Regions from separate parts of the Mus musculus genome. Here regions 1 and 3 are each linked to region 2. Evidence: chromatin contacts called from public HiChIP or PLAC-seq and promoter capture Hi-C data. All regions are on one chromosome and are shown on one strand. Each heading gives the region's core, a stretch centred on a gene start, on an enhancer-like site or on the middle of the called end of the contact. The rest is flanking DNA. Distances are from core to core; before and after follow the strand shown. Region 1 overlaps Dgki (diacylglycerol kinase, iota). Region 2 holds the start of Chrm2 (cholinergic receptor, muscarinic 2, cardiac). Region 3 has its middle 59 kb from the start of Mtpn.

What was found. Promoter capture Hi-C pulls out the DNA fragments that hold promoters and counts their contacts. HiChIP or PLAC-seq counts read pairs in DNA pulled down with a chosen protein or histone mark.
Region 1: an H3K4me3 HiChIP or PLAC-seq map of forebrain shows a contact between it and region 2, with 4 times the contacts expected there. The contact joins the enhancer-like site here to the promoter of Chrm2 in region 2. A contact is called at or near these places in 7 of 39 promoter capture datasets (3T3-L1-derived adipocytes, cranial neural crest, embryonic stem cells and 4 more), 3 of 484 Hi-C or Micro-C datasets (cardiomyocytes and embryonic stem cells) and 4 of 115 datasets of contacts at active chromatin or transcription factors (astrocytes, embryonic forebrain, embryonic hindbrain and 1 more).
Region 3: a promoter capture Hi-C map of hippocampal neurons shows a contact between it and region 2, with 5 times the contacts expected there. The contact joins the enhancer-like site here to the promoter of Chrm2 in region 2. A contact is called at or near these places in 9 of 39 promoter capture datasets (the 3T3-L1 cell line, cranial neural crest, embryonic stem cells and 5 more), 4 of 484 Hi-C or Micro-C datasets (cerebral cortex and cortical neurons) and 1 of 115 datasets of contacts at active chromatin or transcription factors (neural tube).

Annotation. Positions count from the first base shown.
Region 1 is chr6:37,025,406-37,028,707 of GRCm38.p6, reverse strand. All of the region lies in intron 15 of Dgki (diacylglycerol kinase, iota), which reads left to right. Among named protein-coding and RNA genes, the nearest start is that of Gm52857, 120 kb to the right of the region's middle. Within about 2 kb of position 1,992, at least 22 of the 459 cell types and tissues checked have an H3K27ac peak or open chromatin away from gene starts, as enhancers often do. A contact at or near this core is called in forebrain, where this site is marked.
Region 2 is chr6:36,386,805-36,390,270 of GRCm38.p6, reverse strand. Chrm2 (cholinergic receptor, muscarinic 2, cardiac) reads right to left here and starts at 2,187. Exons shown (of 3, transcript NM_203491.3): 1 at 1,905-2,187; 2 at 1,520-1,667. It overlaps 9330158H04Rik (RIKEN cDNA 9330158H04 gene), which reads left to right and starts at 2,037. Exons shown (of 6, transcript NR_015589.1): 1 at 2,037-2,115; 2 at 2,315-2,608.
Region 3 is chr6:35,597,604-35,600,918 of GRCm38.p6, reverse strand. No RefSeq gene overlaps it. Among named protein-coding and RNA genes, the nearest start is that of Mtpn, 59 kb to the right of the region's middle. Within about 2 kb of position 1,943, at least 25 of the 459 cell types and tissues checked have an H3K27ac peak or open chromatin away from gene starts, as enhancers often do. A contact at or near this core is called in cerebral cortex, cortical neurons and hippocampal neurons, where this site is marked.

The sequences.
Region 1 (3,302 bases), core at 743-3,242, 640 kb before region 2:
TGCGTCTCTCCCTCCCTCCCTTCCTCCCTCTCTCTTTCTCCTGTCTCTTGCACTCTGCCCATTAGTGGATACTATATGCCTTTGCCTTTGTCTTTGATCTATATCTGTGTTGGTTTCTCACTCCTTGTGCATGTGTTTAGATGTAGCTGAGACATAGTTATGAAAGATCTGAAGCTTGGGAGACCAATGTCAGAGTTATCAGTGAGCAACTGTTTCCTTCATTTCCGGGAGCTCTGCAGGGCTCAAGTGGTTTCAAACCCCTAAACCTCAAACACAGAGGACTGTAAACTAGGACCCCAAGTTCAGGTTGTGGTAATCAGGTGAAGAAAAGTCTAAGTCTTATACTCTAGACACCCACAGTGGCGCTCTAGGGGTTCCAGTCATTAGAATTAAAAATATAGCTGAAACGCCAACTGGGAAGCCCCAACTGGTTCCATCAGGTCTGGTCCTTCAGGTGTCTCTAAGGCTAATAGGAGAAAGTGTCTGTGGAACTGGATTCTGCATTAAGGAAGAACAATAATACCAAATGAAGAAGGAACTGTAGTGTGTGCATCTTCTCTGAAAATCTAGACAAATCACAGGTGGAATAGATGGATCATGAAAGGATCTCAAATGCTTCAAATCAGAAATACGCACAAATTAGCACCATCCTGCTATCGCCTGGTCATGGGGGGGGGGTTGTATTCCGAGAGACCTATGTGAGGACTCCACTGGTGACTGATCTTCTTCCTATGTCGACAGGGGAGTCCATCTGGCCTGTGCACGGTAGCACGTGCCTCCTATATCCTTGTCCTTGAGGTCTTACGCATCTTGATTCCTTAATAATAAGATTCACAAGTTTCTTAACAATACTTGTAAAATGATACAGTATCGCAAATACACAAATTTCCAAAACTAGGTGTCCAGGAGTGAAAAGAGGCCTAACTGGGTAAGTGGGCCTGGATAAGCTCATTCAAGGGAACTTGCTTTTGGGGCCCTAATAATTCTGAAAGTTGTTCTAATGATATACTCCTCTGTACTAGGATGGAATTTTTATGAATCAGAATGAGGAGAGCACAGAGAGGTACCACAGGACAAAGGAATGTGGTTTACAAAAGAATTCCTTTGTAAGAACACCAGTTGACTAAAGAACGCCAAATTCTAAATATTAACATTGGAAGTTTATTGCTAAGGCTTGGTGCTTATTTTTTTTTTAAAATATATTTGTTTATTCTTTGCCAGCCATGTTCATCTGTCTGTCTGTCTATTTATGTGTCTATCTTAATCATATGTACTGCATTCTCTTCTTGCCCTCTCCCCCTGGATTGCCTATAACATATCTCCCACCCCCAACCCCCACTCACCTTCATGTCCCCCCTTCCTTCTCCCCTCTTACCAACTGAGTCTGATGAGTGTGGCCCATGTGCATATGAGTATGGGGCCATCCATGGGCACATGGACAGCTTTTCCTGGGGCATACCTCCAGAGAAGATTCACTTTTCTTAACTGTGAATAGCTCCTCAGCTTGGATCTGGGGATGTCATGAGCTCCACCCACTTGCAAGTTAAGGCTTCAAGACAAGTTGTATAATGTGTTGCAAAATACCTTGAGGGTGACTCAAAGTCTCATGAGAGGCATTGTGAAAAAAATTGGATTGGATAATATCAGGAAAATATGTTACTCGAAATGGGAATTATGCCAACCCATCTATATGTAAAGAATAACAAATATCAATCGCGTGAAGGCAGAGTCTTAAAAATGTAACCGCAGAGAAAGGAATTTTGGCTTAAATGGGAAACATCCCATCAAATGGACAGTTCTTAACATAGCTACTTACATAGTATTTCTTTTAGAAGGTGCAATTAAAATCACATTTGTTTTGGAACAGTTCATTAGAATTGTTGCTATGCAGATGGCTTTTAAATTGCCAGCTGAAAGGCAGGCAGGGAGTGAAGGCAGTCTTGGTATTTTGTTTGACTTTGTGGATTAAGGGGGGTAAACATGACAATCTGAGTCTCTATATTTGATTGGATTGAAGGTATGCCGCACTTGGTTGGAAATAGAGTACTGATTCTTCTCAATGTGGCTGAAGCATTCTTGGATGAACTCTTGTTATGTATGCATGAGAAAGTGCAGTGTTTGTGAGAGGATTTGGGGATGTCAGGACACTGGTCCTGTAACTGTCGCTTGGAGTATTGCCTGGTGCCGTCATCAGTGCTGTGTTATAACAGTGCTTGAGGAAGTACATAGAAAATATCCCAATACATTTGTGTTTGGGCATGCTAACAAAGATTATAGCTGTCAGTGACAAACTCAGCTATCATTTCCCCAGCCGTGTGAATGAGATTGTCACTCTTTGGACATGAATATTAAACATATCTAACTTAGTCAGAGCTCTGCTGCTACCGTATTACTGCCTCGTTGAAATTATGATTCAGAGGAGTCGAATCTTATGTACAAGGTCAGGAAATACACTTATGACTCTAGAGGAAGCTACATTTAAATCTGATTTCCAATGGACTACTTTCACCAATTATACAGAGACACACAGATAATGTGACTCAAAGGACTGTGACTTCCATGATTCATATCACAGACAATAGACAGATTTCCATCAAGAGGCTGCTATGTGCAGTGCGCTTCTGCTAAACTTCACCCTTGTTATAGATGGTGCTGAGACACACTGCATGCTACTGGTCAGGGCTCCAGAGCTCAGGCAGCTTGTTCTAGATAAGTCCTCACTGTCTCAAACCTTCCTTCCATCTTGATCCTCTGTCTGCAGCCCACTCAGCCACACTGTGTCTGGAACACAGGCTCATTGCACTACTGCACACACAGAAGAACTGGTTAAAACTGGCTAAGTGTCTGTGCGATCTGATTTGATTCAGCTGATGTAACCCCCAAACTTCCTGGCATGACAATGTAAATGATGTCAGATCACACCTAACAGTGGGATGACAGTGAGCCCCGGTACATGTCAAGATACTCCTGATGATGTCATACTCTTCATTTTCAGACCCGCCCCCACTCTATAACCCATAAGGATAAGAGACTGCATCTTATTTTTTTTTAATATATTCCCAGCTCACTATCCAATGGTATCAGTGTCTGTTACAGTAGCAGAGTGTACTGTATCCTCCATTGGAGGATAAGACCCCATTGCTAAGTAAAATGGAAGTAGCAATAGAAGGAATATACAGTACAGATGAGTTGTGCAGACAGTAAACACTGCAGGGAGTCAGCTGGATTGGTCACAGATGTGGAAGAAGTTTCCAGAATAGGTAAGAGTAATATGTATAGAAGAGAAAGGAGAACTGTGGTAG
Region 2 (3,466 bases), core at 938-3,437:
AAAGAAAGAAAGAAAGAAAGAAAGAAAGAAAGAAAGAAAGAAAGAAAGAAAGGAAAGGGTAGAGATGAATATAAGGTCAGAGTGGGAGATTCTGGACCTGGAGCAAGGGGCAAGGGTCTTCCTGTGGTGGGAAGCTTTGGAGCGTGGGGTTGCAGGAACAGGCTCATAGGGACCCCGAAGTGACACAAGAATATGAAAGGGCAGCTTGGGTGATGTGTCAGCAAGCAATTTTACTTGCCTTCCGTGTTTACTTCCATTTCTCTGCCCTCCTCCCAGCTCTTGGCAGCGAGTACTTCTCTCCATGGACATTTGCACACAAGCTCCCGAGTCTGCATCACATAAAGGGACTGAAAGACCGGTCGACCCTCCCTTGCACTATTTGGAGGCCCAGGAGAGCCGTAAGGGCACAGAAGGACCAGAGATAGAAACGAGGATGTATATATTGTAGAAGAACAGAGGCAGAGTACCCCCCTGCCCCCACAGATGTCAATTTGGGTGAATTCTTACCCTGGAGCGCTCTGCAAAGCAAGTCTCCCTGCTTGCTAGGCTTCTGACACTCCAGGGACATGGAAGGGTGGAGCGCACAGGTGGAATTTCTGTATTTTCTATCTGCAACCAGGTTTGGACCGCACCTCACTCGCTCCCAGAGCCACAAGTTAGAGATGATAGCCTAGCTCCTCAGGTGCCAACAGTAAAGGTCATTTGCGCTATTCTCTATCTAAGACCCGCAGAGTGGTCCAGTACCCACCATGAGTTGGGAGACCAAGCTCCTGCAGCGTCTGAGACTTCATCAGCTCTGGACTGGGGTCCCTTTCCTCAGCCACAGTGGACAATCAACCTTGCGCGCGCCAGCGGAGGAAAATAGGCTTGCAGAGGACTCCCTTCTCTCTCCTCCTGGAAACCTTCCCCAACCTTGTTCCCCTGCCAAGGTCCGGGAACAACAGCACTAAACCTGTCGTCCTCACCAGAAGGCTCTCTCCCAAGGCGGAGTCAGGGGACAGCGTGGAGTGGTGGCGAGAGGGGCCTCCACCCTAAATGCAATGTGCCCAGACCCTAGGGTATAAGGGGAGCTTAAGGGGGATGGGTGAGCGGCAGGAGAGACTGAGCTCTACTTGCCTTTCCCACGGCAGCATCTGGAGTTGGGGGGCGGGGGGATGAAGAGGACCAGAGTGTGGTAGCGAGGGTGAGGGGGTGCCAAGCTCAAAGACAGCCATACTGGAGTATCGGCGCTCACAGGCTGCTTTTTGCCACATTCCACTGGACTTAGCTATCCCAATGGTTTCCCCCGCCCCAGCTTTGAAACCCCTCCTTCTTTCAGACCCGCCAAGGTACGTGTCCTCTCCAGCAAGCCCCAGATGCCAAAGTTTCCATTGGAAAACCTGCACGTGTCAGGGACCACCAAACAATTCTTGCAAACCCAGACCCTCTGCGGCCAGGGTCGGGTGATGGGGAGGAGCTGCGAGGTACCAGGGCCCTTGATATGGACAATTAGAGAACCATGGTATAGCAGAGTCTTTACCTGTCACTGACTTAGTCGCCCGGGGCTGCGATCTGGTGGAGTCTGGCTGGAGCGAGGAGCCTTTGGCGGGCTCAGGTTGGACCGGTTTGGGAGCGAGCGGCACAGCTCGGAGTCCTCAGCTGGTTGCCCGCTTGCCTTCTCCCTGGATCTTGCGAGAGAAAAGCGAAAGATTAGTTGTCGCCACCGCACTTAGACGGGTGGGGCAAGGGAGGCGGGGAGACTGCGGACCCCAAGGCTCAGAGAAGGCTGCGGGGCATTTCACATGGGTCGTATCACTCGGCTAATCTGGGACCCCAATTAGACAATTCGGACTGGAGTTAAATTACATCTGTCTGCCGCCTTGAGCATCACACCCCCAAAACACAGGCAAATAAGACTTTCAAACCTGGCTTTCAGGAAGATGACAGTTAACACCGAAACAGAAAGGAGACCTGGGTGTGGAGAAGAGCTGGGCGGGCTTCATTTCTTCACCCTAGTGCCGGGGAAGTAGTAATTAGTGTCTGGGAGCTGCGCTCCTCCACTTCTCCCAGTGCCTCTGGCGATTTCCAAGTGGGATCTGCGACTTCAGGGCTCTGGCCAAGCCCGCAGGCTGGCGTGTGCGTGTGTGCGTGTGTGCGAATGAGTGTGTCTGTGCCCCCGCGTGCCTGCTCCCGGGAACTGGTCTCCTCGCCCTCACCCGCTGTGTGTAGCAGCAGAGCGAGAGTGGTGCCTCTATTTGTGCGTTTGTGTTCGATTAGCTGCAATGGGCGGACAGTTTCTGGAGAGAGCATTTACAATTTTCTTTCGTTCTGACAGGATTAGTTGCCGTTGAAGGGGGCTCCGCCAATGAAATCTTCTCTGCGCTCTGATTTGGCGGTTCTTCGGTGCAAATATGACAGCTTTCTCTCTCAGCTCTTTTCTGCATCTCTCCATGTCCGACCCCGGAGCCCAGTTCTCGGTCTGCAATTTCTACACCACAACCTTTGCAATCACCACCACCACCACCCCTAGGTCCCATGTCAGCAGGTGCCAGGTTGCTACAAAGGTGACAGGGCACATTGGGAAGAAGGCTTGTTGATTGCAGAAGATACTTATGCCCCGTGTTTCCAGGTGGGGAAATGTTAGAATAAATGTACTTTGTACTAAATATATAGTCATGGAGAATTGTTCAGATTGTTTATTTCTTTCTTTGATGCTAACTAATGTATTAGAAAGAAACAGATATTTATCTGTCTTTGCTGTTTTTTTTTCTTTCTTCCCAAACAGGTCGATGCCTGTGTGTTCCATCAGTTAATGGGGAGTAGTAGTTAAGAGAGTGTACTAGTGAGGTGTTGGTGAGGTGGGATTTTGCTGTCTATCGAGGAAAATAAAAGATGTGAACTTCCTGTGTTCAGAGCATGGACTAATTTTTGCCTTCATTTATTTTAATGAGAAATTCTTTCCCAGATTTATACCCATTGTTTGAAAGTATGGAACTTATTTGATAATATCATAATGTGATTATTCTAAGGTGTCGTTGAGGACAATTGCTCTTGATGATGTATATTGTATCTGATGACATAAATATGTGCTACCGAATGAGGCTTTCATTGCCAAATAGAATTAAAGAAGGAGTCATTGGAACCTTAAACTAAGTAACAAAGAACAGGACCTATCTCTTTTTTGATCGCAGAGACAGAGAAATTGCTATTTATTATGCTCAATGGAATTCAGCTCAGTTCGTGTTGCCCTGTCCTTGGCTGGGTGTTAAAGAGCACACAGAATAATGAAACCACGGTTCCTTTTCTTTCTGAGTTTCTCATCTTTGAGAATAAATACCCACATGAAGCTCTTGTAGAGAGGCTGACCATCAACACTATAAATTATACACTAATATAAATTCATTGGTGAATGAAAATCCTACAGCTATGCCTAAGTAGGACTGACACAGATTCAATTTTGCTGGATAAAAGCCATCCTGGTGTAAAG
Region 3 (3,315 bases), core at 694-3,193, 790 kb after region 2:
AGCTACGGAAAGGAAATCAAAACATCATATACCTTCCTCTGAAATGCCAACATTGGGTTTCGGTGCTCAATTCAAGAAAAAGATAGCATGGACCCTCTGGTCGGAGAGATCAGGCACTCCTCACAACCCCTGGCTAAGGCTGTGAGGGAGAAGAGCTTCACAGCATGACTGCTTAAATCCATTTCAGAGTGGCTGCTACTAGGAATACACACACAAGCAAAACAAAAGCATACCCACTTTGTGGATGGAGTTCTGGAGTGTGCAGGTAACAACACTGGGCTGAAAGCATCGCTATTCTGGTCCTTGAAGCCTCAGTTTTGAATGGATTGAGTATAAGTACCCTGCTGGCCATTTCAGTTTTGAGTGGACTGCTGGCCATTTCTGCAGTGTCTATGCTTGCACATCTCCTCTCAGGGGCTCCTCACTGATCATCTGGAAGAAACCTGCTTATCCTTCATGATTTAAATCTTATTTTATAACCCTGTTCTTTTCAAACACAGATAAATAACTTTTTTGTGAATTTTTTCTTACTTTCTAAGTTACACTGCATGGAGTAGGAGTGTGAACACATGAGTGTTGTGCTCATGGAGGCCAAGAGAGAGGGTGAGATCCCCTCTTAAATCTTTCCCCTCCCTCCTATCCCCCTAGTCCCTCCCCCCATTACCCCTCTCCTACCCACTTCAGTAAAGGGAAGACTTCCCATGGATACCAAACAACCATGGCATACCATAAAAGACTAGACACCTCCCCTTGTATTGAGGCTGAACCCAGTCTGAGTAAAAGGTCCCTAAATCAGGCAAAAGAGTCAGAGACAGCCCCTAATCCCACTGCTAGGAGTCCCACAAGAAGACCAAGCTACACAACTGTAACATGTGTGCAGAGGACCTGGGTCAGTCCCATGCAAGCTCCCCAGTTCAGACTCTGTGAGGCCCTATGAGACCAGGTTGGTTGATTCTGTAGGCTTCCTTGTGCTGCCCTTGACCCTCTGGCTCCTACAATCGTCCCTCACTTCCTCCACAGAATCCCCTGAGTTCTGTGTCTGCATACTGCTTTAGGCAATTTGAGCACATAAAATTTTTCTTCTTCCCTCAATTTCTATCCTTATTTTTTCCTGTCTTTTCCTTTCTGTCACTCTCTACCCCATTAGACCACAAACCTTGGACACCATATGTAGCTCCCTCGCCATCTTTATAATCCCCACCCCTTAACTGAGTGCTGGACATAGAGTAATGCCCCAAATGTGAGGGAGACTGGCAGATGCAAGAACAAAAGAAACAGAATTGTGGGAAAACATAGATAGAAGGCAGAAAGGGAGGCACTGGAACAAAGACATTCAAAGAGAGATTGAGCTTAGGGAGAGAAGGTCTGGGGGAGGATTAAGAAAAACAAGAAAGTAAAAGGGGAGACTTGTGGAGGTGTTAATGAATGGTAAAGAGGCTGGGAATGTTGGTAGGACAAAGGACACAACCACAGACACAACCAGAGACAGTAGCAAATGGAAATGATTGAGAAGCACAAGTGTGGGCTCTGGAAAACTCTGTCTAGAATCCATAACCCATGGTCTTAGTGCTAGTTGCAGTACAAGAGAGAGAGAGAGAGAGAGAGAGAGAGAGAGAGAGAGAGAGAGAGAGAGATACCAGTGGAAGCATTCAGCTTCAACTGTGTCATGAACAAACGACATATCGGTTATTAATAGCATTCCTTGGTCCTTCTTGTCTTGATGTTTAAATAAAGGAGAGATGAGCTTAAACAGATTCGCTTTTAATTGTGATCTCTAAATCACGCTGTTTACTTGCCTATTGCCTGTTGTGGGGCTTTTAGAGATAATTTAAGCCTTAAAGTTTGCATCATGAGGCACTTTTTTTTTTCTGTAGGCACGCCATAAATCTGCAAGATGAGCTGTGATTCATTCCTGTAGGTGTTAGTATGTGATTATGTAAGCCCTGCCAATAAGGGGGAAAAATTACTAGAAATGTGGCAGAGAATAAATACAGGCAGAAATAGCTATGGAAGTGTTGCTTCATAATAAAAGAGGAGCTGTGTGTAAAGAAGTCCTTTATAGCAGTAATTTATAGCACTTTCTCAGACGATCGCCTATCTAATAATTGTGGGCCAAATCAGAAAGCAATAAGACAAAGCACAGCCCTCTAAACGAAAATAACTAATCAGAGGTTCTCCTCTTCACACTGGTTTCTCACAATGAGTTGGGTTATGTCTCCACAAAGACACAGCCCCGCGAGCAAGGAGGCCCACGCTTCACAGAAGCACGCCAGCATCTGCCAGCATGTATCCATAGTATGCAGGGAAAGTCCTCGTGGCTGAGACTAAGTGAGCCTTTGTTTAGCATTTAGCGCTGTAGCACATGCAAATGGGCTTCATGCTCCTTTGCAGGTCTTTGCTGGAATTCTCTGGAAGGCTCTGTACAGTTCCTAGCACTCAGCCACTCTCCAGTCATGGTGACTTTTATGTAACTGAGAACAGATTGATCTCAGAATGGAAGGAAAGGGATTTTTGTGCCTCCGAGAGAAATTAAACCTTGCTCTTGCTGACACTGAATGCGTCCTGTGTACTAAAAATGCTTGGTTTGTTCATTAGTTACTCTTTTTGATATCTGACATGAAACAACTTAAGGGAAAAGGATGTATTCTGGTTCCTTTTTGTGGTTTGAGTAGACAGTCTGTCCCAGCAGAACAACACATTGAGAGCATGGAGGCTCATGGCTGTGTCAGCAGGGTTGTGAGTGAAGCTTTCTTATGTTTCTGAGACTCTAGAAACAAGAAGACTAGGCTGGAAGCAGATGTAACTTTAAGACAAGCCTCTCTACCCCTACGGGTCTACTCCCTCTCTCTAGGTCCCACCTCCTTAAGACTTCACAATCTCTCAAAACAGTGTCACTAGCTATGGACCAAGTTTTCAGACAGATGAGTCTGTGAGGGACATTTTACATTGCAAAGCCCAAAGGCTGGCTGAATTAATGATTGAAAAAGAAAGTCCAAATGGTATATTTCTTAGATTAGCATTATGAACTAACTCTAGGACATCTAGTAACTCCTAAACATGTATCCAGGCATGTTTGTATCTTACAGATGCAAATTTTAATGCTTGGATTAGATACTCTATGGCCCCAAATGAAATTAAGGAAATAAAGAAATGCTGCTATAGAATAATCTTAGCCTAAGTGATGCTTTTCTCAAAAAAAAAAAAATCAGTGAAGAAAATGTTTTTCATATGATTAAAATATGTATGAAAATCTTTGCACCTTGGGCAAGTATCACCTTTCATACAACCCAAGAACTAATGATAAAAAATAGAAAA